3 separate regions of the Mus musculus genome follow, and regions 1 and 2 are each linked to region 3. Evidence: chromatin contacts called from public promoter capture Hi-C data. All regions are on one chromosome and are shown on one strand. The core of a region is the stretch at or near the end of the contact, and the rest is flanking DNA. Distances in the headings are between cores, read along the strand shown.

Evidence for each region. Promoter capture Hi-C pulls out the DNA fragments that hold promoters and counts their contacts.
Region 1: a promoter capture Hi-C map of liver shows a contact between it and region 3, with 3 times the contacts expected there. The contact joins the promoter of Lamp1 here to the promoter of Gas6 in region 3. A contact is called at or near these places in 1 of 39 promoter capture datasets (liver) and 1 of 115 datasets of contacts at active chromatin or transcription factors (pancreatic cancer cells).
Region 2: a promoter capture Hi-C map of hippocampal neurons shows a contact between it and region 3, with 4 times the contacts expected there. The contact joins the promoter of Champ1 here to the promoter of Gas6 in region 3. A contact is called at or near these places in 4 of 39 promoter capture datasets (the 3T3-L1 cell line, the C10 cell line, cranial neural crest and 1 more) and 1 of 115 datasets of contacts at active chromatin or transcription factors (bone marrow-derived macrophages).

The regions. Positions count from the first base shown.
Region 1 is chr8:13,157,692-13,161,637 of GRCm38.p6, reverse strand. It overlaps Lamp1 (lysosomal-associated membrane protein 1), which reads right to left and starts at 2,477. Exons shown (of 9, transcript NM_010684.3): 1 at 2,204-2,477. The coding sequence starts at 2,249.
Region 2 is chr8:13,867,883-13,871,847 of GRCm38.p6, reverse strand. It overlaps Champ1 (chromosome alignment maintaining phosphoprotein 1), which reads right to left and starts at 2,207. Exons shown (of 2, transcript NM_181854.2): 1 at 2,037-2,207.
Region 3 is chr8:13,493,024-13,496,989 of GRCm38.p6, reverse strand. It overlaps Gas6 (growth arrest specific 6), which reads left to right and starts at 2,455. Exons shown (of 15, transcript NM_019521.2): 1 at 2,455-2,729; 2 at 2,978-3,144. The coding sequence starts at 2,651. It also overlaps a transcript of Tmem255b not described here.

The DNA of each region.
Region 1 (3,946 bases), core at 1,228-3,727, 340 kb after region 3:
TCTTCTTATCTAGGGACACCTTTGAACATGTAAACAAATGGCCAAAGTTCTACCCCACACACTGAACTAGCACCTCTAGAGGCACGACTCTCTCCCTGCTGGCTACCTACCTTCCATAAGGCTGGGGCAAGCTATGTAGAATGTTGTGGGAGAAAAGTGACAAGTGTTTCTTCTTCTAGAAAAATCCAGTTCAGGACTACTGCTGTAAACCTGGCACTTTATGAAAGCACCATGCAATCCCATATGTCAGGACTGGGGGCTCGAAAGAGAGCAGAGGAGACAGGCCACTCCAGGACAGGTGCCACAGTTTATGTGTCCACAAAAGGCCAGGTTGGGCTGCAGAGATGGCTTGGGAGTTAGGAGCACTGACTGCTCTTCCAGAATTTCTGAACTCAATCACCAGCAACTATATGGTGACTCACAACCATCTGTAATGGGATACAATGTCCAGAGGTCTGTCTGAAGACAGCTACAGTGTACTCATATACACTAAAACAAACAAACAAACAAACAAAAACAAAGCAAAACAAAAAAGGGCCAGGTCAAGATAACAATATCTAAGTTGGGTCTAACAGAATATGAACTCAAAATTACAAGACTACTGAACCGCTGGACCACCAATCTAGTGAAGAATTCAAGGTCCCACAATCCAGGATAACTTTAATTAGACTTCTCATACTTCTAGACTGACCAGGCTCATCCAGAAAGGGGAAGGTCATAGGGTTAGCCCTAACAACCGAACAGTTCCATTAAGCAATCCTACATACTAGTTTCAGTTCACACTAGTCTGTTGTCTATTAAGCACTTAAGCAGCTTGGAGGTGATAGCAATTAATGTAGGAACAATTAACAATCCCATCGTTACAGAGGTTTTTTTTTAAGATAAAATTATTTTTGAAGTCACACAACCAAGATCCTGTCTAAGTTGTTAAAGTCCCTTTGTGAAAGCTGGGACAATTTATGGCACAGGGGCACTCAATCAGGGTCACAGACTTTCCCTCTCCACTTAGATTTTGCTTTGAAACAGTGTCTCACTTTGTAGCCCAGGTTGGCCTCCGATTCACAGAAAGTCTCCCACATAAGCCTGCTAAGTGCTTAGATTACAAACTCAGGCTGACCCAACCTTAAAATTCCCCTGCCTCAGCCTCCACGGTCTAACAAGTGTGAGCCACCACTGATTAGTTTAGTTTATTCATTCATTCGTTTATTTATTTCATTTTTGCAACAGGGTCTCCGGTCCTGGCTGTCTTAGAACTCATTATATAGACCAGAATGGCTTGTTAAAGAGATCGTCCTGACACTAGCTCAGGATTAAAGGTATAAACCACTATGCAAGCCACAAGGTAGTTTGAAAAACATGAAGAGGCCTAACCTGGCTGTCCTTTGGATTTTATCCCAATCAGCATTTAGGAAGCAGAGACTACGAGAACCTGAACCTGTGAGTTTCAGGCCAGCGTGGTGGTGAGACACCCCTCCCCCCATTTTAAAAGTATAAAACAGTCTAAGGGTTTAAGTCGTTTTTGGCTGTGCTGGAGATTGAACTCCAGCTAGTTACCAAGCCATTCTGACACAACAGAACTTGTTTCGGCAACTCGTATATTAGCTACAACTCCTGAACCGTGAAGGGTCACAGGTCCCCTTAGCAAGGCTTCTGGGTTAAGACCGCCGAGTAAGCGCACCTCTCACGGACCAGAGAGTTCACACAAGTAGCAAAATAAAAGAAAGGGTAAACGAATTCCATAAAGTCACAGTCACAGAATTTGGGGGTGTGAGCCTCTGTGCCCAGGAGATTTGGCCAGCCACCTCTCTCCCGTCCTGAAGATGCTGGCACCGCAGCGAAACGCTCCGCGTTGCCGGGATACAGCGGCGAGGAAGGGCACCCGGCACCCCAGGCAGGGTCCGAGGCAGCACCCAGTCCTCTCACAAGGCAGCTCAGAGCCAGCAGCACTGCCTGGCAGGAACTCCAGCCCAGCTCCTTCCAGAGCGGCTCAGACTGGGCTCCCAACCCGCACCTACGTCCTTAGGCCCGCACGGGCTCCCAGGCGGCGAGCGCCACTGCGGAGCGGGCGGGCCGGCTCGAGGCCTTCTTGACGCCCGCGGCTCCGGGCGCCCCGTCCCCGCCCGGCCTGCCGCTCTGTTCCCGTCCGTCCCGAGACACCGACCCCGCCCGGCCCTCCTTCTCTCTCCCTCCCTCTCGGGCTCACCCAGCAGCAGCAGGAGCAGCGGCCGCCGGGCGCCGGGGGCCGCCATGGCGCGACGCAGCCGAGGCCGGAGGACGGCGGTTGCGCGGGCGGCGAGGCCGGCGGGAGGGCGCGTCCACCGACTCGAGAGGCCCCGCAGCTGCGGCGCCGGCACGGAGAGGACCCTGCGGCCGGCAGCGCCTGTCACGTGAGCAGTGCCGCGCCCGCCGGTCACGTGAGCCGAGGGTCTCGCGAGAGCCCGTGGACCGCCAGCTTACTCCTCACTTCTTCGGGAGGCTCCGTTCCGCACGTGATGTGGTCACGTGCCAGTCGGCATCACGTGGGCGCTGGACCACGTGATATCTTGCCCTCTCCCCACCCCCTTCCCCCCCCCCCCCCCACGGCCTTTCTCCCGAGTGTCCCGAAATGGAAAGTAGGTTGTGGCTTTGAGTAAGGGAAGGAGAAACGCTGTCGGAGAAAGTGAAGATGGAAACAGGAAGCCATGAAGGCTGGACTGAGCCCCGTAGGCCAGCTACATGCCACAGTTCAGGTCCAAGCCCCTGAAGGCCTGCAGCCCAGTGGTAGTCTTGGTTGAGAGCCATGTCTAGGTCAATACCAGTGTTTACATCCCAGGACAGTGTGCATATCCATTTCGAGGTGGGTATTCCCATCTAGACCCGTGCCCCAGGCCCAGGCTGACCTCCACTTTCAGGCTCACATACTAGTGTCTAGGGTCAGCCCCGAATGTGTCCCATTCGGTGATCCAGGCAGAGGACAGTCCTTTAGGATACGTAGATGGTGGGAGATGTGGAAAAGATACTTTTTAAGAGATAGGATTTCAGAATATATCTTTAGCCGGCCTCAAACTCAGAGATCAGCCCGCCTCTGCTTCCTGAGTGCTCAGATGATGTGTGTGGGCGCAGTGTTCTTGACCATTCCTGGCTGCTTAAGGGCATGTGGATGGTCATCTTACCTGAGATGACTATTTCCATGAAGAGTTCAATACTAAAGTATTTTCCTCTTTTGTGAATGTCACACTCAAAACTCGAGGATTGGTTTGATGTTTGGGGACATGGCGTCACCCTAAAGCCCAGGTTGACCTGGAACTCGCATGGACCAGGCTGGCCCCACACTCTGGGCAATCATCCTGTCAGGAGCGCAGAGATTACAGGTGTGTGCCACCATGGCATGAATAATCTGAGCTTTTATGTTATTATATTGTTTTGGAGACAGGGTCTCTCTATATAACCCTGGCAATCCTAGAACTCATTACTTAGACAGGTTGGCCTCAGACTCAAGAGATCAGCCTGCCTCTGCCTTCAGAGTGCTGGGACTAAAGGCCGGAGACCACCAGATCTACCTTGAAGTCCTCAAGTTTTAGCTTGAGGATTCCTCCTGTTAACAGATTTTTCATTCAAGCTGAGTTCTTCCTCCTCAGAATTGTAGACCCAGTAACAAAACTTAAAAGCTGTTTATGTAGTGGACTAGTTTATTCTGTGACCGGAGAATAAGAGTGGTTGGAGAGATGGCTCATTTGTGTAGGACCTTGGTTCCAGTCCCATCACTCACATGGTTCACAACTATCCAGTTCCGGGGAGCCTGATGCCCTCTCCTGACTTCTGAGGGCACACCACACCTGCCTATGATGCACAGGCCTACCCTATATTCAAGCAAAACTCTCATGCACAAAATAAAGTGAAATTTTAAAAAGAAACTGGGAGAAATGGGTCAAAGATCACTTTCTAAAGGAGGGGGGTCTTTTTAAGA
Region 2 (3,965 bases), core at 958-3,457, 380 kb before region 3:
CCTCACTCTTCCCAGATCCTTCCCACCAACCCAAGTCCATGCCCTTTCTTGAAAGTAATTCTTCAAGGGCTTGACTCTTGAGTCTTTGCTGAACAATGTGCCTAGACTCCAGTGTGGATTCCAGCACTTCTAACACTAACTGTAAAAAGACTCTAAAAGTCTGCGCGCTGGTCCCTGGTGCACTCTGGCATCCGCACCTACTCCCTCCCACTTTCTTCCTGGAGACCTAATACTAGTTATGGACAGTCCTGCTTTGTTTCTTGACACAGGGTCTCTAGGCCGTCCTAGCTGTCCTGGAACTCATCATGTAGACCAGGCTGGCCTCCAACTCACAGAGCACCACTTTCCCCTGCCTCCCGAGTTCTTGGACGAAAGGCATCGAGTCACCATACCTGGTCTTGATAGTCCCTTAAAAATACACTTTGATATATGTTTTATGTTAAAACTCCAACACAGAACATGTGTGAGCTTAGTGGATATGTAAGCTACACTAGTTGCCAACTTAACACACCTGGGATACAGGAACCTCACCTGAAGAACTGTCTCCATCATAGTGATTTAATAGGCATCTGTGGAGCATTTTCTTGATTTATGATTGATGTGGGAAGCACAGCCCACGGTAGCAGGTACTGTCCCTAGGTGTGTAGGCCTTTGCTGTATAAGAAAGGGAACTGAATTGTGAGTTTGGGAACAAGCTAGAACACAGCTCTACTCTGTGTTTTCTGCTTGAGTTCCTGCCCTTAATTCCCTCAACAATGGACTATAACCTGTAAGATGAGATTGATCCTTTCCTCCCCACAGGTGTTTTTTGATCACAGCAACAGAAAGCAACCTAGGATGTTGGCACTATTAGTCTACGTATATACTAATAAGACTGTTCTTTCTTTTTTTAAAAAAAGATTCATTATTATACATAAGTACACTGTAGCTGTCTTCAGACACCCCAGAAGAGGGCATCAGATCTCATTACAGATGGTTGTGAGCCACCATGTGGTTGCTGGGATTTGAACTCAGGACCTTTGGAAGAGCAGTCAGACCTCTTAACCATTGAGTGATCTCTCCAGCCCAAGACTGTTTTTTCTTATTATTATTTTATTATATATAAGTACACTGTAGCTGTCTTACAAATGGTTGTGAGCCACCACGTGGTCACTGGGATCTGAACTCAGGGCCTTTGGAAGAGCAGTCAGTGCTCCCAACCACTGAGCCACCATCTCTCCAGCCCATAAGACTGTTCTTTATGAATAGCCTTTTTTTTTAAGGTTATACATTTTTGACTGGTTGTTTTTCTTTAAAAACTACAACAACAACAACACAAAGCACAAATAACCCTTACGTTTCTACACGTTTTCCAATTCCATTAACAACTTGTGTTGATCAGTGAGCTAATTTGTAACAAGTGTCACTTTTTTGTTCCCAAGTCCTGGGATGGAACCCAAGGCCTCACTCTTGCTAAGCACGGGCTCACCATCGAGCCGCAGCGTCAGCCTAATTTAGGAGATCCACAGTTTACAGGAGAGACAGTGCATGGCCACGTGTGTGCCACTAACAGTGTAGCTAATGGCTCTGAGTTCCTTGTGTTCTTGACAAGCAAGATCCGTTGACCTGGGGGTAGAACTTCTGGGCACCGAGCGATCTTTAGATTAATTAAATGTTTGGGAATACTAGATTGGCACCGGTTTACACTCCACAGTCAAGTGCCAAAGCGCTGGCCCTTTCTCGGGAAAACACCCCGCTAGGCTGCAGCCATCCATCCGAAAGGGTACCTGGGCGAGGCTAAGCCCGGATACGGTCCACGTCCAGAGACCTTCGGAGCCTCGGGACAGCAGCCCTAAAGCAGATTCCAGACCGATACCGCCCCCTCCCATCCTGTGCGCCGCCACGCAAGAAAAACACAAGGCTGGCCCCGGAGGCGGAGAGCAAGGATGAGGCCACCGGGCGCTCCGGCCTCCAGGCCGCGCCAAGCGCACCACGGCGCCCGCCCTCCCGCCGAACCCTGCAGCCCGTACCGAGGCGCCCGCCCGCCCGCTCCTCACCATCCGGCGAGGCGTCCTGAAGTGAAGAGGAGGAAACGCCCACAGGAAACTCTGGGCTGGCTGTGCGGCCTCGGGAATGGCGGCTGGACGCAGGACCAGCCGGGAAGTACCGCGCGCTCGCACCGGAAGTGCCGTCGCGTGCCTCCGGGTCGCCCCCTTCCCCCGGCCCCTAAGGTTCCCAGCTGGGCTGTGCCGGAGGAAGCAAGGGCCCAGCCCCAGGCCTGGGCTTCTGTCTCTTTGCTTAACCCCTCTTTTGATTGTTTGGGTTTTTTGTTTGTTTGTTTGTTTGGTAGGTTCGTTTTGATTATTTTTGTCTTTTGATTTGTTCCTTCCTAATAAGGATGCGTTCATTCATTCATTCCAATAAGACATACTGTCTAAACTAGAAATACAAGGCAAATACAAAGCTTTTCGAAGGCAGTAAACAGGTTTCATGTCTCCAAACACAAAACTCTAAAAATTGGCTTCAATTGCAATTGAAATGTATTCACTTTTAGTTTTAGTATTAGTCTGTTTGCTTTGAAAGATTGTGAGGACCTAGTTTACCTTACTTTATACACCTATGTAATTTCTTAAGCTTTTGCCTTTTTGTTGTTATTGGTGGTGGTAGTGGTTTGATTCCTTGCATTTTGGACTTGAATGATGATAGAAATGAACCCAGGGCCACCTTATTTAAGCATCCCACGCTGTCTGACACATAACACATTAGTGACTTTGTTTTTTTTTAAGACCGTCTCTCCCTATGTAGCCCTGATATCCACCTGTCTCTGCCTCCTTTCAGGTGCTGGGCTCAAAGGCACGAGCCACCACAAGCATTCCTAACCCACTTTTGGGAATCCATGACCGTTTGCACCAACAGTCACTGTCTAAGAGTCAGCAAGCACACTTCTTGATCCCAAGTGCTGGGATTAAAGGTGAGTGCCGCTAGGCATGGTGGTGCACGCCTTTAATCCCAGCACTCGGGAGGTAGAGGCAGGCAGATTTCTGAGTTTGAGGCCAGCCTGGTCTACAAAGTGAGTTCCAGGACAGCCAGGGCTATACAGAGAAACCCTGTCTAGAAAAACAAAAAAAATCAAACAAACAAAAAAAAAAATGAGTGCCACCACTGCCCAACTTGTTTTCAATTTTTGAGGTGCTGGAAGTCTAACCCTTGTTATTCTAAGTGAGGATGTTTGGCACCTTCAAGGAACTTAGGGGAGGAAAGGGTTTACTTTATAAGATACTGAGGAAACTCAAGGCAGGAACCTTGAGTAAGCAGAGACCTTGGTGCTATTCCTAGCTGGCTTTCTTCTAGATGGCTTGTTACCTTCCTTATACAGCCTAGGCCCACCTGCCCAGGTACGGAACAGCCCCCAGTGTGTGGGGGTCTCCCCACATAAGTTAGCAATCAAGAAAATGCTCCACAAAAATGCCCACTAGTGCTCTTACACTCTTGCCTCTCTTGCCTCTCGCCCCCTTGTTCCTCATCTCTCCCCATTCCCTTCCCCTTTCTCTCCATATGTTCATGGCTGGCCTCTGCTTCTCTGCTCTCTCCTTCTCTCTGCCTCTCTCTGCCTCTGCTACCCTCTTAACTCCCCTCCCCATGCCCTGAATAAACTCTATTCTATACTAAAAAAAAAAATGTCCAATAGTCAATCTGATGCAGAAAATCCCTCTGTTGAGGCTCTCTACAGATATCCTAGTGCTCTGAAGAATAAGGCCAGGGCCCCAGGCTGACAGCATCTGATGCTGAGTCCTGAGGCAGGTCTGAGGAATCTAGCAAGTGCCCAGAAGGCACCAGAACTGCTTCTGGCTGGAGAACCCCATTGTGAGAATTATACTGTAGTGGACAGATGATTTTGCTTGTTAAGGTTCTGTTGCATATTAAGCCAGGAAGGACTTGAGCAATGGCTCAGTAGTTAAGAGCATTGGCTGCCCTTCCAGAGAATC
Region 3 (3,966 bases), core at 1,206-3,705:
ACCATATTGGCACGTGATAATTTATGCATAAATGGCCCATAAGTGTTCACAGTCTATTGTCTGATTTAAGAAAATAAGACAACTTGGGCTAGAGAGATGGTTTAGTGGTTAAGAGCACCAACTGATCTTCCAGATCACAACCATCTGTAATGGGATCCGATGCCCTCTTCTGGTGTGTCTGAATACAGCTATAGTGTACTCATACACATAAAATAAAGAAATAAATCTTTTTTTAAAAAACCTCTAATGTTCATCAATAAGTATATCCATAAAACTGAATATAGTGAGCAAAAATGAAAATATGCTGGTTGAAAAGGCCAAGCAAAAAATGTGGTTAATATAGATTTATGTAATGCTAGAAATTATGAGTTAATCTGTAGTAGCAGAAGCTGTTTTCTAGACTATGGGAACACAGGGGATGGGAGGGACATTGGGAAGGAAGAATTAGCAAAGGGGACAGGCACTCTTTGGATCCTGCTGTGTCATCTTGCTACACAGGTAAACACCTGGGCCTCAGGTACATCAAAAGCTATCTTATAGACACAACTTAAAGGCATTTCCATATATCGATAAGGCTATCGAACCCCAAACAGAAACCAAACTGAATGTTGGTTTGTTTCCAGGACAACTCATTTTAAAGAAGAACAAGAGCAATCTCAGTTCAAGTGTATTGCACAGAGAAGTGGCCTTGGGGACTGTGCAGAACTGGTTCCATCCAGACACAATGCTTCCACCCAATCTCCACAGCCCACCTGAGCTTATTCCTGACAAGAGAAGCAACCAGCTTTCCTTTCTGTAGCCAGATCATTCGCAACACCCCAGATGGCTCCAACCTCCTGCCCTGTGGGGCTGAGCCTCACCATTTCCATTGCAGGGCACTTCAAATGTGAAATATTTACCCGGGTCGTTTCTTACAGGTTTCCCATGGCTGCCTTGGAAAGGGAATTGTTTGTTTGTTTGTTTGTTTGTTTCATTTGTTTTGTTTGTTGTTTGTTTGTGTTGATGACTCGGTTGAGTGCCCTCCATCCAGCCTTCCACTTCCCTCCACATTTGCTTCCTCTTTGCTCTGTTTTCTAAGCCAAATCCAGGAGGATGCTCTCTCTTCATTAAACCAACGGTCTGTATAATGTGAGGCATCTTTACTGGGATGCCCAGCAGAAAGAATGCACTGGGAATGTAGGGGAGACTGAGGTCAAGGCTAAAGGAAGCCAAAAGATCTGGATAACTCCATCGAGCTGAGGTGGTGCTGGGTCCTGGTTGTCTGAGTCACGACCACACCATAGAAGCCAGAGAAGCTGTCTCTCATGGGGGGAGGGGGGAGGAAGGGATTCAAGTAACTAGAAAAATCAAATCATCTTTCCTCCAACCTTCCACAGGTGTACAGGCAGCAGCAACTGCAGACATGCAAACCACCTGACCTCCACCCATGCCCGTTCCTCAGAACCTTCAGAAATGGCGGACCTCTACTTGGCTTGGAATGAGTGTTCGTGAATAACCAACACCACTTTTGAAAACAGTGTTCCTTCTTAAGAAAGAGCAGAAAATTAATACGGCAAATATTCATTCCAAGCACATGGTGTCTGTAGGCCTGGGGCAGCCTTAGGAAATTCGGGGTGCTCTCTGGCTTCTGAAGTTCTTGGCTTGGTTTCCTGGGAGTGCCGTGATTCTGGTCTGGAAGCAGGCACAGCTTATCCAATTTTTAATTCCCTTTCAAGATGATTCCCATGGCAGTCATTTCTCTGAAATTAAGATATTTGTTAGCCCCACCTTCAAACGGATGACCTTAAAGAAGAATTCCACCAGTATTGACCTTGTGTGCTCCCAAGAATCTGGGTTGCATTCACCCAGAAAAGAGGGGGAGGGTGACTCCTTATCCTTTTCTATCAAAATGCTGAGGTAAGGATGTCTCAGGAACATCTACCCTATTGGGTTTTGGCAGGCTGCTGCATATCTGCATTCTGTGATTGGTCTGCAAGGTGTGTGTGTGTGTGTGTGTGTGTGTGTGTGTGTGTGCATCTATGACCTTGCAAAGTGCCCTGAGACAAGAGCCAGAAAGCTTTGGTACTGGAAAATACACAATGCTGCTTTCAGCCTGTGGTGTGGAAATCAGATTTCAGAGGGAATAACATCTTGCACCGTGGACCTCCACGCCACTGGGTGTGGCCACAGTTATTGTTTCCTTAGTGGATGTTGCATCTCTTTAGAAAATGTGCCCAAGAATGAAGATTCCGAAAACGATGTCTGCAGAGGAGGATAGAAAACGGTCAAATTGTACCTGGGCAGATGCCCAGATACAATTCTCCTTTCATTTTACCGCATTCTAGCAGTGAAATTTTGAGGATACTGGAGTCGAACCAGTCAGCCTGCCTTGCCTCACCCAGCTCGGCCCCGCCCCCAAAGGCCCCGCCCTACTCACACTAGGCCCCACCCCCACCCGCCCTAAGCCCCGCCCTCACCCGCTGCCTCCTTCACGGCCCAGAACCGCAGCGAGCGCCGGGTGCGGCGCTGCCGCCGCAGGGATGTGACCTTCACCGTCGCTTAGCCAGGATGACCGGAGCCCGTGTCTCGCGGCGTCCGCGCCTCGCTTCAGCCTCCCGGGTGCTCTGACCGCACGCTCCCGGCTGCTAGGCTCCCCGGCACCGGCCTCGCCATGCCGCCACCGCCCGGGCCCGCCGCCGCCCTGGGCACTGCGCTTCTGCTGCTCCTGCTGGCTTCCGAGTCTTCTCACAGTGAGTACCGCAGGGGTCCCCCAAACCCACTACCCCGTGGTGTGGGGCTCCAGGCCTGTACCCCGGCGCAGCATCCTGGTGCCGGGTACCCCAGACACCCTGGCATCCTGTCCCCGGACCTCTGAGCTCTAGGCATCACGGACCCGGAGCATCCCAGACACACAGGCATTACGATCCCCAGCATCCCAGACCCCCTACATTCCAGCCCCGAGTGGGTGTAGGTTGACCGTACACCCTTCTTTCTGCAGCTGTGCTGTTGCGGGCGCGTGAGGCGGCGCAGTTTCTGCGGCCCAGGCAGCGCCGCGCCTACCAAGTCTTCGAGGAGGCCAAGCAGGGCCACCTGGAACGGGAGTGCGTGGAGGAGGTGTGCAGCAAAGAGGAGGCCAGAGAGGTGTTCGAGAACGACCCCGAGACGGTGAGCGTGCGCCAGGGGTCGCGGGGTGGGTCCTGGGCGTCCCAGAACCCATACTTTTGGGGGCCGCAAGTTCCGACTCCCACCCTGTGAGGGTCCAGGAGACCCGGGGACTGTCGAATCCCAAACATCCTTTCTGGAGATGTAAGGATCCTTGTGTGGACCGCACCACCACGTGCACCCCAGAACTCTTAGACACTGAGCCTTCTTCGCACCCCCTTGCACTTCTCCATTCTTGAGCCCAAGTTTCTCAGTTGACCCACAAGTCCTCTCCTCTTCAGGAGTAGAAAGCGTATCCTTGAGTGGGCTCCACTGAGATCCCTTCAGTAGACTCTGAAACTAAATCTTCCCCTACCCTCGAAAAGAAAGTACCCGTGGGAAAAATCCGCAGTGATTTGAAACTCAAAGGCTTCCTAAGACTGCCAGTCCCTTTATTGGATTGGAGGTGAGGGGTGGGGCTCCTCTTTGGTCTTCCTCCGGAGGGACCCAGGGTTTTCCTGAAAGAGGAATTGAAAGATCTCAAAGCTGGAATTGCTTGCTGCAGCAGGTCCAAAAATACGATGGCTGGAATTGTGCTAAGAACATGCATACGGGCGGGTGGGGAGCAACGTGAGGAAGAGGGCCGGCACCTGCCTCTGCAAGGGCTGTGCTGGCCCAGGACAAACTTCTATTAATAATGTCCTTGGGGAATGGAGCAGGCGTACAGCCAACTGCAGCCAGCAGCCTATGTATGCACAGGACTCTCCCCAGAAGGTGCGCGTGGGGGCTGAGTGGATTCATGAGGGGAACACACCCCAGCGTAGGGCATGCGTGAGGTTGATTGAG